Regions from separate parts of the Sus scrofa genome. Here region 1 is linked to region 2. Evidence: chromatin contacts called from public HiChIP or PLAC-seq data. All regions are on one chromosome and are shown on one strand. Each heading gives the region's core, a stretch centred on a gene start, on an enhancer-like site or on the middle of the called end of the contact. The rest is flanking DNA. Distances are from core to core; before and after follow the strand shown. Region 1 overlaps LOC102157603. Region 2 overlaps LITAF (lipopolysaccharide-induced tumor necrosis factor-alpha factor).

Region 1 (6,883 bases), core at 550-3,049, 180 kb after region 2:
CATCTGGGGGTCCTCGAGTTAGCGGGGAGGGCCCGTGAGACCCCCACCCTCTGGGCTGCCACTGTTTATTTCTGTCTGCCCCTCTTCCCCCAATCAGGGTGTCCTGGAGGGTGTACCCAGGACCTGGCACAGGGCCCAGCACCTCATAGATGCTCCGTGAAGGAGAATGAATGAACAAACGGGCAGCCAACAAGTGAGCGATCACACTCCCCCATGGGTCGCTTCCTAACCCCACTCGCCGCCCCCTCCCTGGCCTGGCGCAGGCTGCCATTGTTTATAGGGCACCTATTGTGTGCCAGGCCTGTCCCCGCTCACGCATGTACAATCTCTGTGCTCCCCACATTCACGGCACCCACCATTCAGGGCACCATTTCGTTTTCCCCCGTTTTTATTTTGAATAATTTCCAACCTATAGGAAAGTTCCTGTAGGACGGTGGACATTCGTAAATCGGATTCCCTCCACCGGTTTTATCGTGATGTTTTATCCCACTGCTGCACCACAGTGGGAACTCCCAGGATCTGGTCTCTTAACTTTCAAATATACCAGACAGCAGGCTTGGCTGCAGTCATCCTGTTATCCATACATCCCGGGTATTTCTCTTATAGCACCGATTGGTAATATCTTGCCACATCTTTCCGCTTATACTTACATATGCTTATACATTTGTGTATTCGTACCCATTTTTTTTTCTGTATTGTCATGAGTTGATCCTGAGATGTTTTCGGAGATAGCATACCTCTTTATTCCTGTAACAAGGCTATTTTCTTGTGTGACCCAATAGAATTACAAAATTCAGGAAACTTAACGGGTGACATTATCAGACATATAGTTTGTAAAACATTTCCCAGTTGCCACAAGAATTCTTCTTGTGCAATAATGCCCTTTCCAGCTGTTTTGTAAGAACTGTTTTAGCCTTTACACCCAATTCCGGCTCTCTTGCAACTGTTCATCTCACCCCTGCAACGAAAAAGCAGCCACAGACAGTATTTAAATAAATGGGCCTGACTGTGTTCCAGTAACACTTTATTTGCAAGATCAGGAGGAGGGACAACTTTGGCCAGAAAGGCTGACTCCAGGAGTTCCTGTCGTGGCGCAGCGGTTAACAAATCCAACTAGGAACCATGAGGTTGCAGGTTCGATCCCTGGCCTTGCTCAGTGGGTTAAGAATCGGGCATTGCCGTGAGCTGTGGTGTAGGCCGCAGATGCGGCTCGGATTCTGCATGGCTGTGGCTGTGGTGTAGGCCAGCGGCTACAGCTCTGATTTGACTCCTGGCCTGGGAACCTCCATATGCCGCAGGTGCTGCTCTAAAAGGACAAAAAGACAACAAAACAAAACACTAGCGACTTGCCAGTGTCCAGGCAATTTTTTTTAATCACACATCTGAATTTGTCAGATTGTTTGTCTAAGACGTAATTCAAGGTGGACATTTTTCACAGGGGCATCGCAAAGTTAATGGGGCATCTGCAGAGCTTTTAAAAACACCAGTTCTAGGCCCTGTTCCAAGAGGTTCCATTTTTAAAGGTCTTAGGGTGGGGCCTAGAATCTGTATTTTTAGCAAGTGCCCTAAGTGATTTCCGCTATCCGGCCAACGTGGAAGTTAGCACATTATTTCATATAATTTTCATATCAACCCATTAATAAAGCAGGTATCCTTATCGCCATTTATCAGGTTGGAAAGGGAGGCTCGTGTAGGTAAAGAACTAGCCGGAGGTTCTTCACCCATACCTGGAAGAGCCATGTTGGATGCCATGCCCGATGCCTGTGTGTGGTCCTGGGCATTTGCCCGTCCTGCTGTCTACAGTGATCGTACAGCTAGAATTCTTGCCTGCCCGCCCAGGCCACTGGCTCTTTTCAAGTCAGTGTCATAGCGTGAAGGGCACTGGGAGATTGTTGTCATGGTCACACCTGGTCGTTGAAATGGAGATTCAGGACCCTCACATCAGCCTTTATCCCACCCAGGGAGCTGTGAGTTTGGGGGGGGCCTGGGGCTTTGGGAAGCAGAGCTTACGTAGAGCATGGAGCCAGCGTCTTCCTGAGTGTTACACCTGCAAAGATCTGACCTGCTTTTCTTCCAACCCAGCTGCGATACTCGGAGGGTGGAGCCGAGAGCACGTTTGTCTTGAGGATGGAGGAGCATCATTTCCACGTCGGCACCAGGCTCGTAGCTGCCAAGAACAGTCTTGCCAACATCATCAAGCTGGAACAGACCTTCCCCCAGGTGTGTGGAGGGGGCCAGGGCCAGGGCAGAGGGGGTGGTTCCTGGGGCAGCTCTTTGAAATAAGAGAGATTCCGGGAAGGATCCGGTGCAGGCAGGGCTGTGATGTCAGTTTCCATTTTTTGAGCATCTTCTAGGTACCAAGCCGGGAACTATTCCAGAAGCTGAGAATATTGCCTGGAACAGGCCTGATGGGTCCTTCCTCAAGTGTAGAGTATAGTGGGGAGACTGACCAAAAAATAAGAAGGAAAAAGGCCAGATGATGATATAGCCTATAGAAAAAACAGAATAGGGGATGCGAGTAGGAATTACGGAGAACTATGCAGGTGTCCAGGATAGGCCCCACTAAGGGGGAGACATTTGAACTACCCCCAATGACAGGCAAGGAAGTATCAGCCATTGGCAAGCTGGCGAAAGGGCATTCCAGGCAGAGAGAACAAGATGTGCAAAGGGCCTGGGGCAGGAATGAATTGGGTATGTTGAAGGAATGGCCACTGGGCTGGAGCACAGTGGGTAAGGGGGAGACAGTGAGCAGGAGGGGGTCCAGGCATGCAGAGCCTGTCAGGCCACAGGGAGGAGTTTGGATTTTAGTCTCTTTGAACCTGGAGGTCTTTTGAGGACGTGATCCAAATGATGCTTTTGGATTCCCTGAGCTGCTGTGTTGGGAGGGACCAGCAGGGGGCAGCAGAGACGCCAGTGAGCTGGGCGAGAATGATGGTGTCATGGACCAAGGTGGGGCGGTAGCAATGAGTTTTAGAGACATTTAAGAGCATGGGAGTTCCCTGGTAGCCTAGAGGTTAAGGATCCAGCATTGTCACTGCTGTGGCGTGGGTTCAATACCGTGCCCAGGAATTTCCGCATGCTGTGGGCACAGCCAAAAAAAAAGAGAGAGAGAGTAAACTATGCTCCTACCCACAAAAGTCCCCTACAGTGCCCTTGAGCCACCCTCCACCTGTGGCACCCACCAGCAGGGAGAGTGCCCCTTGCTGAGCCTTTGCACAGACTGTTCCTTCTGCTTAGAATGCCCTTCCTTGCTTTGTTCATCACCTACTTTCTCTGTGTTCCTTTGTTCCTTGCATATCTTTCATGGCCATTCTTGTCACCTTGTCCTACCATTTTCTGTTTCTGTGACCCTCTCTCCATCAACCTGGAGCCCCCGAAGGGCCAGGACTAGTATTGGTTATCATTGGACCCCAGTACTCAGCCCTGGTCGAGGACATAATACCTGCTCATTAAATGTTTGAGAAAGTCTACCACCCACCTCAGCAGCCCCCACATGGCACCATCCACGGGTCTAGCTCTGGGCTAAGCATGTCACACCCACTATATCACTGAAGCTGGCACTGTTATTCTTACCCCATATTAAAGATGAGTAGGAGTTCCCGTGGTGGATCAGAGGGTTTAGAACCCAACTAGTATCCATGAGGATGTGGGTTTGATCCCTGGCCTTGCTTAGTGGGCTAAGGGATCTGGTGTTGCTCTTGGAGGCAGCATAGGTCATGGGTGTGACTCAGATCCGGCATTGCTGTGGCTGTGGTGTAGATGGGTGGCTATAGCTCCAATCCAACCCCTAGCCTGGGAACCACCATATGCCATGGGTACAGCCCTTTAAAAAAAAAAAAAATGAGGAAGCTAAGGCTCAGAGAGGTTGCGAAACCAGCCCAAGGCCACACAGCTTGGAAGTGGAGCTGGGGACAGCAGTCCTCCTTGCAGGGGGCATGCTGTCTCCTGTTTGTCCCACCCTTTCCACCCTCCCCTCCCTCCCTTGCATTATCCACCCAGCCCAAGGCACTGGCAGAGCCCCGCAGACCCTCCTGCATTCCCTCTGCTGAAAGCATCTCTCTTTCCTTCTTCAGCAGCACTGTGGGCCAGGCCCCCCAGTGACCCAGTCCATCTTTCTCTTCCAGCTCAGCGCCCTTCCTGGGGAGCTAGTCCTGCAGACCTCATATGAGCAAGCCCGTGGCACCCGTGTCCTGTACCACTCGGTGCAGTGGGACGGCCAGGAGGTGGCCTTCAATGGGAGCCTCAACGGGAGCCTCTCCGGGCCTTTCCTCAAACCCACTGGGACTCTCGCCCTGCAGAGTGAGTGTCCCAGGGACCACAGCAGGGGCGGCCCCTTCACCCACTCAGAGCATCGTCACTGAGCACCCACTTATCCCAGGTGCTGTTCCAGGCACTGAGGATCCATCAGGAAATAAGACGGCCAGGTCCCCACCCTGCGGGGAGGCGGGCAGTCAGCAAGGACGTGCACCCGAGATAACATCAGGGCATCTCCAAGAGCAAGAAGGGCTATGAAAACAAGCGGGGTTTGGTTTGGGGGTGCGGGGTTCCTCCCAGTGGGGTGATCTGGGAAGGCGACATTCGAGGAGGGTGATGTTCACACTGAGCCCTGAATCACAAGAAAGCGAAGTCACGGGGAGAGCATTGCAGGCAGAGGAAGAGCAGGTGCAAAGGCCCTGGGGTGGGAAGGCGCTTTGGGGCTGGAGCAGCAGCAGGGAGGCATGTGGCTGAGTGGACTGGAGGAAGGAGCGGGGGGCTGGGGGTGGGAGGTGAAGTGGGAGAGGTGGGAGGAACCGGGTCCCGCGGGGTCTCAGGCCCTGACAAGGAGCTGGGGTTTGACCCGAGTGTGAGAAGACCAGAGGGCGGGCCCCGAGTGTGTGTGGCGTGGCAGCCCCATCATGCCCGGGAGGCTTCAGAGCCAAAGCTGACCGGCTGAAGGCTGCCAGGGGGGAGGTGAGTGCTGTTCCACGGAGCCACCCCGCAGCCGCCTCAATGATGGTACCTGGGACCCCCGAGGCCCACCAGGAAACAGTCCCCCCGCCAACGGGGGGGTATGCAGACCCCTAGACTGTCAATCTGTGTTTGAGGAGCCCCTTAACACAGAGCAGAGCCCAGCCTGCTGGCCTGCCAACCGGGAGACACAGTGCAGCCCCCGGCTGCGGAGGCTCGGCTTGCTGGGTGGCCCCAGGAAGTCCCCAGGGTCCTGGCTGCCACATGTGTGCCCTGCTAAGGGAAATAAGATCTGCAGCACGCCAAGGCAGTGTGTGTGCATGCCCGTGTGTGTGTGTGTGTGTGTGTGCGCGTGCGCGCATGTGTGCGCACACGCACACACGCGTGCTTGCTCAGGCGGCCTGTAGGTGGGCTGAGCCGCCGTGGCCCCTGCTGTGAGGTGACAGAGAAGAGGAGTGGGCAGGTCAGGGTGGAGGGAATGCGGGTTAGGGCTCTGTGGCGGGAGGGGCCCAGATGTGGCCTGGGTTCCCTAGACTCATGACCAGATGATGCTTTGAGAACCAGTTAGTGCCACTGCCTCTGGGCACAGCCTCCCCGAGTCTGTACGGGGGCAGGCAGCACCCCTTCCTGAGGACTCAGAGGGCATAAGGTGGCTGTTGTCTGCAGTGGGGTCTCAGAGGGACTCCCGCTCTGGGGGCCTACGAAGGCAGGACCAGTTTGTGGCCTCACAAGATGGGGTCAAGTGGTGCAGGGGGTCAGGGAAGTTGGACTTGGCCGTAGGGGATGGAGGATGACAGTCCAGGGCTGGGAGCCTGTCCTCTGTGAGACCTGAGCTGGTGGGAAGGGTACCACCCAAGCTGTACCCCAGGATGGAATGAGAGAGTGCCCGTTGTGGCTCAGCAAGTGAAGAACCCAATTTAGTATCCATGAGGACACATGTTCGATCCCTGGTCTCGCTCTGTGGGTTAAGGATCTGGCGTTGCCATGAGCTGCAGCATAGGTCATAGGCTCTGCTCGGATCTGGTGTTGCTGCGGCTGTGACGTATGCTGGCAGCTGCAGCTCCAATTTGACCTTTAGCCTGGGAACCTCCACATGCCATGAGCGTGGCCTGAAAAAGACAAAAAGTAGAGAAAAACGATGGAATGAGAGCATAGGGCAGCTGAGTGTGGCCAGGTGAGTGTGGGCCATTCAAAGGGGCCTGGAAAATCATGAGTGTGAGGGACCTAGAGGGAGACAGGTAGGGGACTGCATCAGTCAGCTACTGCTGTGTAACAAATGTCCCCAAACTCAGTGACTTATAAGGACTTAGCACTGCTCATGATCCTGTGGGGCAGTGGGGCAGCCCTTCTGGTTTTAAGCTTCCCGTTCGGCCCCAGGCTGGGTAAGGGGTGCTGCTGATCTCGGCTGGACTTTCTAAATTGTTCAGGGGCTAGCTGGCTGTCACTGGTCTAGAGCAGCCTCTGCTGAAACATCCAGACTCTTCTCTGTGTGTTGTCCCCATCTGGCAGGCCAGCCTGGGCTTGTTCTCGTGGTGGCTGCTCAGGGGTCCCAGAGAGCCAGGAGGACAGTAAAGGCCGAGGCTGGGGATTGGCGGGGCCCGTTTTACCGAATTCTATAAGCAAATCACAAGGCCAGCCCAGGTTCAAGGGCCAAGGAAACCAATTCCATTTCTTTCTTTCTTTTCTCCCTCCCTCCCCCCCCCCTCCCTCTCTCCCTCTCTCCCTCTCTCTCTCTCTCTCTTTCTTTCTTTCTTTCTTCTTTTTGGGGCTATACCCGCAGCATATGGAGGTTCCCAGGCTAGGGGTCCAATTTGAGCTGTAGCCGCCGGCCTACACCACAGCCAAACAGGATCTGAGCCACATCTGTGACCTACACCACAGCTCACGGCCACGCCGGATCCGTAACGCACGGAGCGAGGCCAGGGATTGAACTCAT
Region 2 (5,987 bases), core at 451-2,950:
CAACCCCTAGCCTGGGAACCTTCATGTGCCGAGGGAGCGGCCCAAGAAATGGCAAAAAGACAGAAAACAAAAACAAAAACAAATTTTACCGCATGTCCTTTAAATTTTTTTTTCTGATAAGTACCTTAGATCAAATTTTTTTCTGTTAAGTACCTTAGAGAAATTTTAAATTTTTTAGCATTTTTTATTATTATAATGATCATCACACCCCAATGTCTCCTTTTAAATGGACAGTCGAGAAAAGTCACTCTCAGGGCCTAATAACAAAGTTAAAAACAACGAGGGATGGGGGAGGGAGACCGCCCCCTTGTGTGTTCTTTTATTCCCCCCACGGAGCTCCCTGTAACGATGGCAGCCAGGGCTCTGCAGAGCCCGCCCCAAGCACCCAAGATTCTCAAGGCTGTGCTTTCTGTGGCAAAACTGCGGCTTGGCTGTTCTGTTAAACTCAGAGATGCTGTCCTGTGGTTTCCAGGGTGTCCCAGAAAAAGGGACACAAGTCTTATTAGATGGGATCTTGCACACAGGTGGCCTGCTCTTGAGTGATGCAGATGCGTGATGCAGATGGAAAATGAGCGATGGAGAGAGAGAGAGAGAGAGAGAGAGAGAGAGAGAGAGAGAGAGAGAGAGAGAGAGAGAAAGAGTGTGTGTGTGTGTGTGTCTGTGCCTGTGTGTTTGTGTCCGAATTCGGGCTGTTCTTAAGAGTTTCACGTGGCAGGAGTGAGGGGTGGGTGGAAGCCATTTGAACAGATCCTTTCGGAAAGGGTGGCTGGGTGGGCCTCCTGCCCCTGGGGGAACCAAATTAAAAAGAAATGAGGGGGGGAGGGAAAAAAAAAAGAAATGGGCTGACTGAAGTGGCATTTCCGGGCCTGGGGCCTGGGGGAGGGCAGGCTGTGGAATTTATTTAGAAAGCTTGCAAAGCAGCTGGTTATATATATTTTTTTCCTCTCTCTCTCTTTTTTCAAACCTTTCCCGCTTGTTGCTCATGTTCTTTTCAGCGTTATGAGCATGTTTATGGGGCTGTTTGATCCACAAGCAATGTTCCCAAAAGGCAGTGTCCTGAAGTTCCAGAACACAGGATGTGAGCCCAAGAAAGTTGATGATGGTCCATAAAACGGGGGTGGGGTGTTAATTTCCTTCCAGAACCAGAAGCTCAGACCCTTCCTTCCTTCTAGATGTCTCGGGAGGTTGCCCTCCTGACCCCCCCAGCTTCCTAACACCTGTGCATTAGTTCTCAGCAACACAGCCTCTGGCTGGGTTCCTTCCCTTTTGCGGGAAAGGGCCAATGGTTTGACCCAAACTATCTGCAGAATGTTGGGTGCCCCAAGCCCCTCTCTTTTGCCTCCCAAAGCCCTCCCTTCGCAACCACGGCAAACTGCTCTTTGAGGCTTTCTGGCCGCCCGACACTTTTTGCTCTTCTGTTTTTTTTTTTTTTTTTTTTTCCTGTGACTCAGTTTTCATCATACATCGTGGCAGCAGCTCTGGGTCAGCCCTTCCTGAGACAGGAAGGGCCAGTGAGTCTGTGACGTTGCACTCAGAGGTCACCTGGCTGAAGTCTCCTGGGGCCCAGGCCGCAGATGGGGGTGGGGATGGAGCCCCCGCGGGCCGGGAGGGGACAACAGCCAGCCTCAGAGGGGAGCCTGGTAGGGAGGTGTCCTGGGCTGCTGTCTGCACCCTGTCTTGCCTCCTGCCTCTGCCCCTTCCTTTCCTGTTGTGTCAGAGGACACTGACACAGTCATATACCTTAACCGCGCTTCAAAGTCAGTCTCAGTTTGAAACCGTGAACCCGTGTCGCAAAGACGTCCAGGGTCTTGTTAACCCATGTGTGGTTACCCTTCTGTAGCCTGGTAATGCAGACACCCCACTCCGCCCCAACCCGCCCACACCTAGGGGCTTTGCTTCGTGTTTCTGGAACAGCTCTGCCTCGTCTTTGCTGTCCAAGGTTGGGCCTTTCCTCTTCTCTGTAACCTTCCATGGCTCCCGTTGCTCCATAGCATTGCTGTCCCGTAAAACCAGAAAGCAAGCCACACAGGCGATGTAGCACTGTCTGGTACCCACATTTTAAGAAGTAAAAACAGGCACTCCCGTTGTGGCGCGGTGGTTAACGAATCCGACTGGGAACCGTGAGATTGCGGGTTCGATCCCTGGCCTTGCTCAGTGGGTTAAGGATCCGGCGTTGCCGTGAGCTGTGGTGTAGGCCACAGACAAGGCTCAGATCCCTCGTTGCTGTGGCTGTGGTGTAGGCAGGCAGCTATAGCTCCAATTTGACCCCTAGCCTGGGAACCTCCATTTGCCACAGGTGTGGCCCTAAAAAGCAATAATAAAAATAGTAATAGTAATAATAATAATAATAAATTACTTAAATATAATTGAACAATTCAGATCCTCTGTCCATTCCAAGTGCTCAGCAGTCTCGTGGGGCTGCCGGTGACCATATTGGACAGCCCAGACTATCCTTCTGGAAGGTTCCATCAGACAACACAGGCTTACAGAATGAGGTCCGAACATCTCTGAGGGGCTTTTGAAATTTTCAAGCACCCAGCCCCAAGCTATCTAGCATTATTGATTGGTTTTGTTTTTTGCAGATTGATTTTCCTGTGCCTGTCTTTGCCCTGGAAAGCCCCTTCATCTCTTTCCATAGAGGAATCTCCTCTTTGAGGCCGGGCTGGAAGGCTCAGCGTCCCCGCAGGACGCTCCCCTTCTCCCCACAGCAGAATGGACTGCTGCCTCCGATTCTGTGGGTTCTAGAAGAGGAGGTAGCGTGCGTGGGAAGCGGTGGCAGGCCTGTCCGACTGTGATCCACTGTCGTCAAGCCCCGTTTCTCCTGAGACAGGTTTCAGTGGATCGTCTAACACACGGCGGTAGCCCTGCCCCGTTGGAAAAACAGAACCAGACAAAGGACGGCACTGTGTCCTTCGCCAGTGGCCCAGGGGCTGCGGAGCCTGGAACCGCAGACAGGAACACACCCCGGGTCCAGGCGGTGTAATTCTAGGCAGGCACAGCTCTGCCGGGGCAAAAAAAAAAACCTTTTCTTTGCCTTCACAAAAGGACACGTGTGCCTGGCCATTCTGATTCTTATTTTTAAAAATGAGAACTAGGGAGTTCTTGCTGGGGCGCAACAGGATGGGAGGTGTCTGTGCAGCGCCAGGAGGCAGGTTCGATCCCCGGTCCGGCACAGTGGGTTCATGGAGCTGCCATTGCCGTAGCTGCGGTGGAGGTCGTGACTGCGGCTTGGATCTGATCCCGGTCTGGAAACACCACATGTTGCAGCGCGGCCATAAAAGAAAAAAGGCGGGGGGGGGGCGCTAGTTGGTGTGCATGCATCTGTTTGTGTTTACTTTTTAAAAAACCATTGATGTATATACAGAAAAGAACACATGACTTAATTGTGCAACTTGAATTTTCACAAAGTGGACATTCCTCTGTAACCACCCCCAGATGAAGAAGGAGAACATGCCTGGTCCCCCTCAGGCCCCCTTCCCGACTCTGCTTCCCGTCCTAAGACCAGCCCATTTCTTGACTTTTAGCCCCAAGATTCCTTTTACCTTTTGAGCCCCAAGTTTCTGGACATCAGATGCGCGGCATCAAACAGGACATGTTTTTGGCATCTGGCCTGTTTTGCTCCGTATTAACCGTTGTCATCGTTTGTGGTTGGCTTTTGAATGCATTTGTCTTTTACGTCCCCTGGAACACTGTTGGGCAAAACTGCAGTGGTTCATTTAAAAAAAAGAAAAGGAAAGAAAAAACACTAGCTGTGAAAGACAGGTCTTGGTTGGGTGATGGTTTTCAAGTGTGAAAAAAAACCATCTCACATTTGGCTGATGTTTGTTTCCCCTGAGGACTTGCTGATTTTTGTCATGATCTGCCTTTTACGAAAGGAATCTCTGGTTAAGGTTGTAATCCGTGGGTCCGGGAAGGATGCTAACTCCCTCGCTGGCTTTTGGCAAGGCTGGATACAAGTTGTTTCCTCCAATTTTTCTGTTTGGCAGGTAGAAACGAAAGCCAGGGTGGACAAGAGAGAGGGGAAAATAAACTGTTCATTGCATTTCTGATCTGGAATCCTCTGGCTTCGCTTTAGGTACCATGTCTGCTCCAGGAGCCTACCAGGCGGCCGCTGGGCCTTCCTCGGCACCCACCTCGCCCCCGTCCTATGAAGAGACACTGGCCGTAAACAGTTACTACCCCACGCCTCCAGCACCTGTGCCTGGGCCAACCACGGGGCTCATGACTGGCCCGGACGGAAAGGGCATGAATCCTCCTGGGTACTATACCCAGCCAGTGCCCGTCCCCAATGCCAACGCAAGTATGTACGGCCTCCCACCCCCCGTACCTCTCCTTGGCCCCCCACCCTGGGACCCCCAGAGAATCAGGGGAGCAGCGCAGGTGCTTTGCCCCAGGGTCTAAGCCAGTCAGCTCAGTGTCCCCCCACCCCCACCCCCTGGTCCTGAAATTTCACATCTGTTTTTCTTTCTGGCCATTCCCAGGCCAGGGATGGAACCCGTGCTACATGCGGTGACAACACCAGGTCCTTAACCCATTGTGTCACCAGGGAACTCCTGACATGAGCTTTAAGTCCAACATAAACCAGTCTTCTGGAACTTATTCCACAGAGGCCAGAGAAATTGGGGATGGGAGTTTGCTTTCGGGGGTCCCCACCTTCCCTGCTAAGGTTTGGAGGGAGATGCCCTGCCCCGAGGCCAGAGCTGGAGGAGGAAAGGGAGAGGAAGCTGCTATAAGTGGCAGCTGAAACCCACGCCCAACCCTCCATTAGGTGGGTGACTCCCTCGCCTTCCAGCACCTTCTTGGTGGTCTTGCCCTTGGGTACGTCCTACTGCCCCAGGTGCACCAAAGTACGTAGCTAATTCAGTGTCACATGCAGCTCCAAGAGTGGGCCCGTGAGTCAGGGCCTGCCTGGGTTCACCTTACCTCCTTGTGCCTCAGTTTCCCCATCTGTAAAATGCGGCTAATCAAGTACCTACATCCAGGGGCTCTTAAGATTCTATACGTAATCATGAGATAAGTGTGAAATAGTGTTGTCATCGTGCTCAAGTAATTTTAACCCCTTGAGATGGAAAAGGACAAGGTCATGACTTTAGATTATACTCTGATTAATAAATATTTCATTCTTGCCCACCCCCCAAAAAAACCTTACCTGTAAGTGTGAAATTCTGCTTCAATATTGCTTTTCTAGAAGGGAGAGGTCTTTCTAGGAGTATTAAGTCTGGTTAGCTTTGGGTGGTAGTTAATGCCCCCTAATACATAATAGATGGTAGAAATGGCATTTTGACAAGGTGAAAAAACCCAGAAGGTAATCTTTTGATGAGCTTTGAGCTTAAATGGCTTTTCCAGAAAACAAAAAGAACACCCTCGGCTCTTGGGGCCCTGTGATTTCCATCACCCTAGGGGCTCTTCTGATGTTTGGGAAGGTCCGCACAGGTTTTTCAGATAGTTTTCTCTTTTTATTTTTAGTTATTTTTGGGTTGCACCCGTGGTGTGTGGAAGTTCCTGGGCCAGGAATGGAACCTGAGCCATAGCAGTAACCCAAGCCACAGCAGTGGCTGAGGCATCCTTAATCCCTAGGCTATGGTCCCCCAACTTGTCGTAAAGAACGGGGCCAGAATCCCTTGGCTTGGTAAACACACGCCAGCCTTATCCTTGGGCACTGTGGTTTGTTAAGGAGCCCATGTGAAATGCAGGCATTGTTTATGGACCGTTCACTCTGTACCAGGCACATCACGAGGTTCGTTCTCATCTTTGTCTCATCTCATCCTAGTAACAACTCTGTTATTCCACTTTTTATTTATTTTTTAAATTTTTTAGTGTTTTATGTGATTTGATTTTTTTACTTTATGGCCACACCTGTGGCATATGGAAGATGCATAGGGGAGATTTAGTCCCAGGCCAGGGACTGAATCTGAGCCACAGCTGCGGCGATGCCAGATCTTTTAACCTACTACCCCGGGCCAGGGATTGAATCGGCACCTCTGCAG

The links. HiChIP or PLAC-seq counts read pairs in DNA pulled down with a chosen protein or histone mark.
Region 1: an H3K27ac HiChIP or PLAC-seq map of alveolar macrophages shows a contact between it and region 2. The contact joins two enhancer-like sites. A contact is called at or near these places in 2 of 2 datasets of contacts at active chromatin or transcription factors (alveolar macrophages and skeletal muscle).

What each region holds. Positions count from the first base shown.
Region 1 is chr3:31,742,147-31,749,029 of Sscrofa11.1, forward strand. It overlaps LOC102157603, which reads left to right. Exons shown (of 53, transcript XM_021086611.1): 33 at 2,083-2,220; 34 at 4,125-4,299. Among named protein-coding and RNA genes, the nearest start is that of RMI2, 69 kb to the right of the region's middle. Within about 2 kb of position 1,800, at least 3 of the 83 cell types and tissues checked have an H3K27ac peak or open chromatin away from gene starts, as enhancers often do. A contact at or near this core is called in alveolar macrophages, where this site is marked.
Region 2 is chr3:31,561,846-31,567,832 of Sscrofa11.1, forward strand. It overlaps LITAF (lipopolysaccharide-induced tumor necrosis factor-alpha factor), which reads left to right. Exons shown (of 4, transcript XM_021086604.1): 2 at 4,076-4,300. The coding sequence starts at 4,081. Among named protein-coding and RNA genes, the nearest start is that of LITAF, 82 kb to the left of the region's middle. Within about 2 kb of position 1,701, at least 39 of the 83 cell types and tissues checked have an H3K27ac peak or open chromatin away from gene starts, as enhancers often do. A contact at or near this core is called in alveolar macrophages, where this site is marked.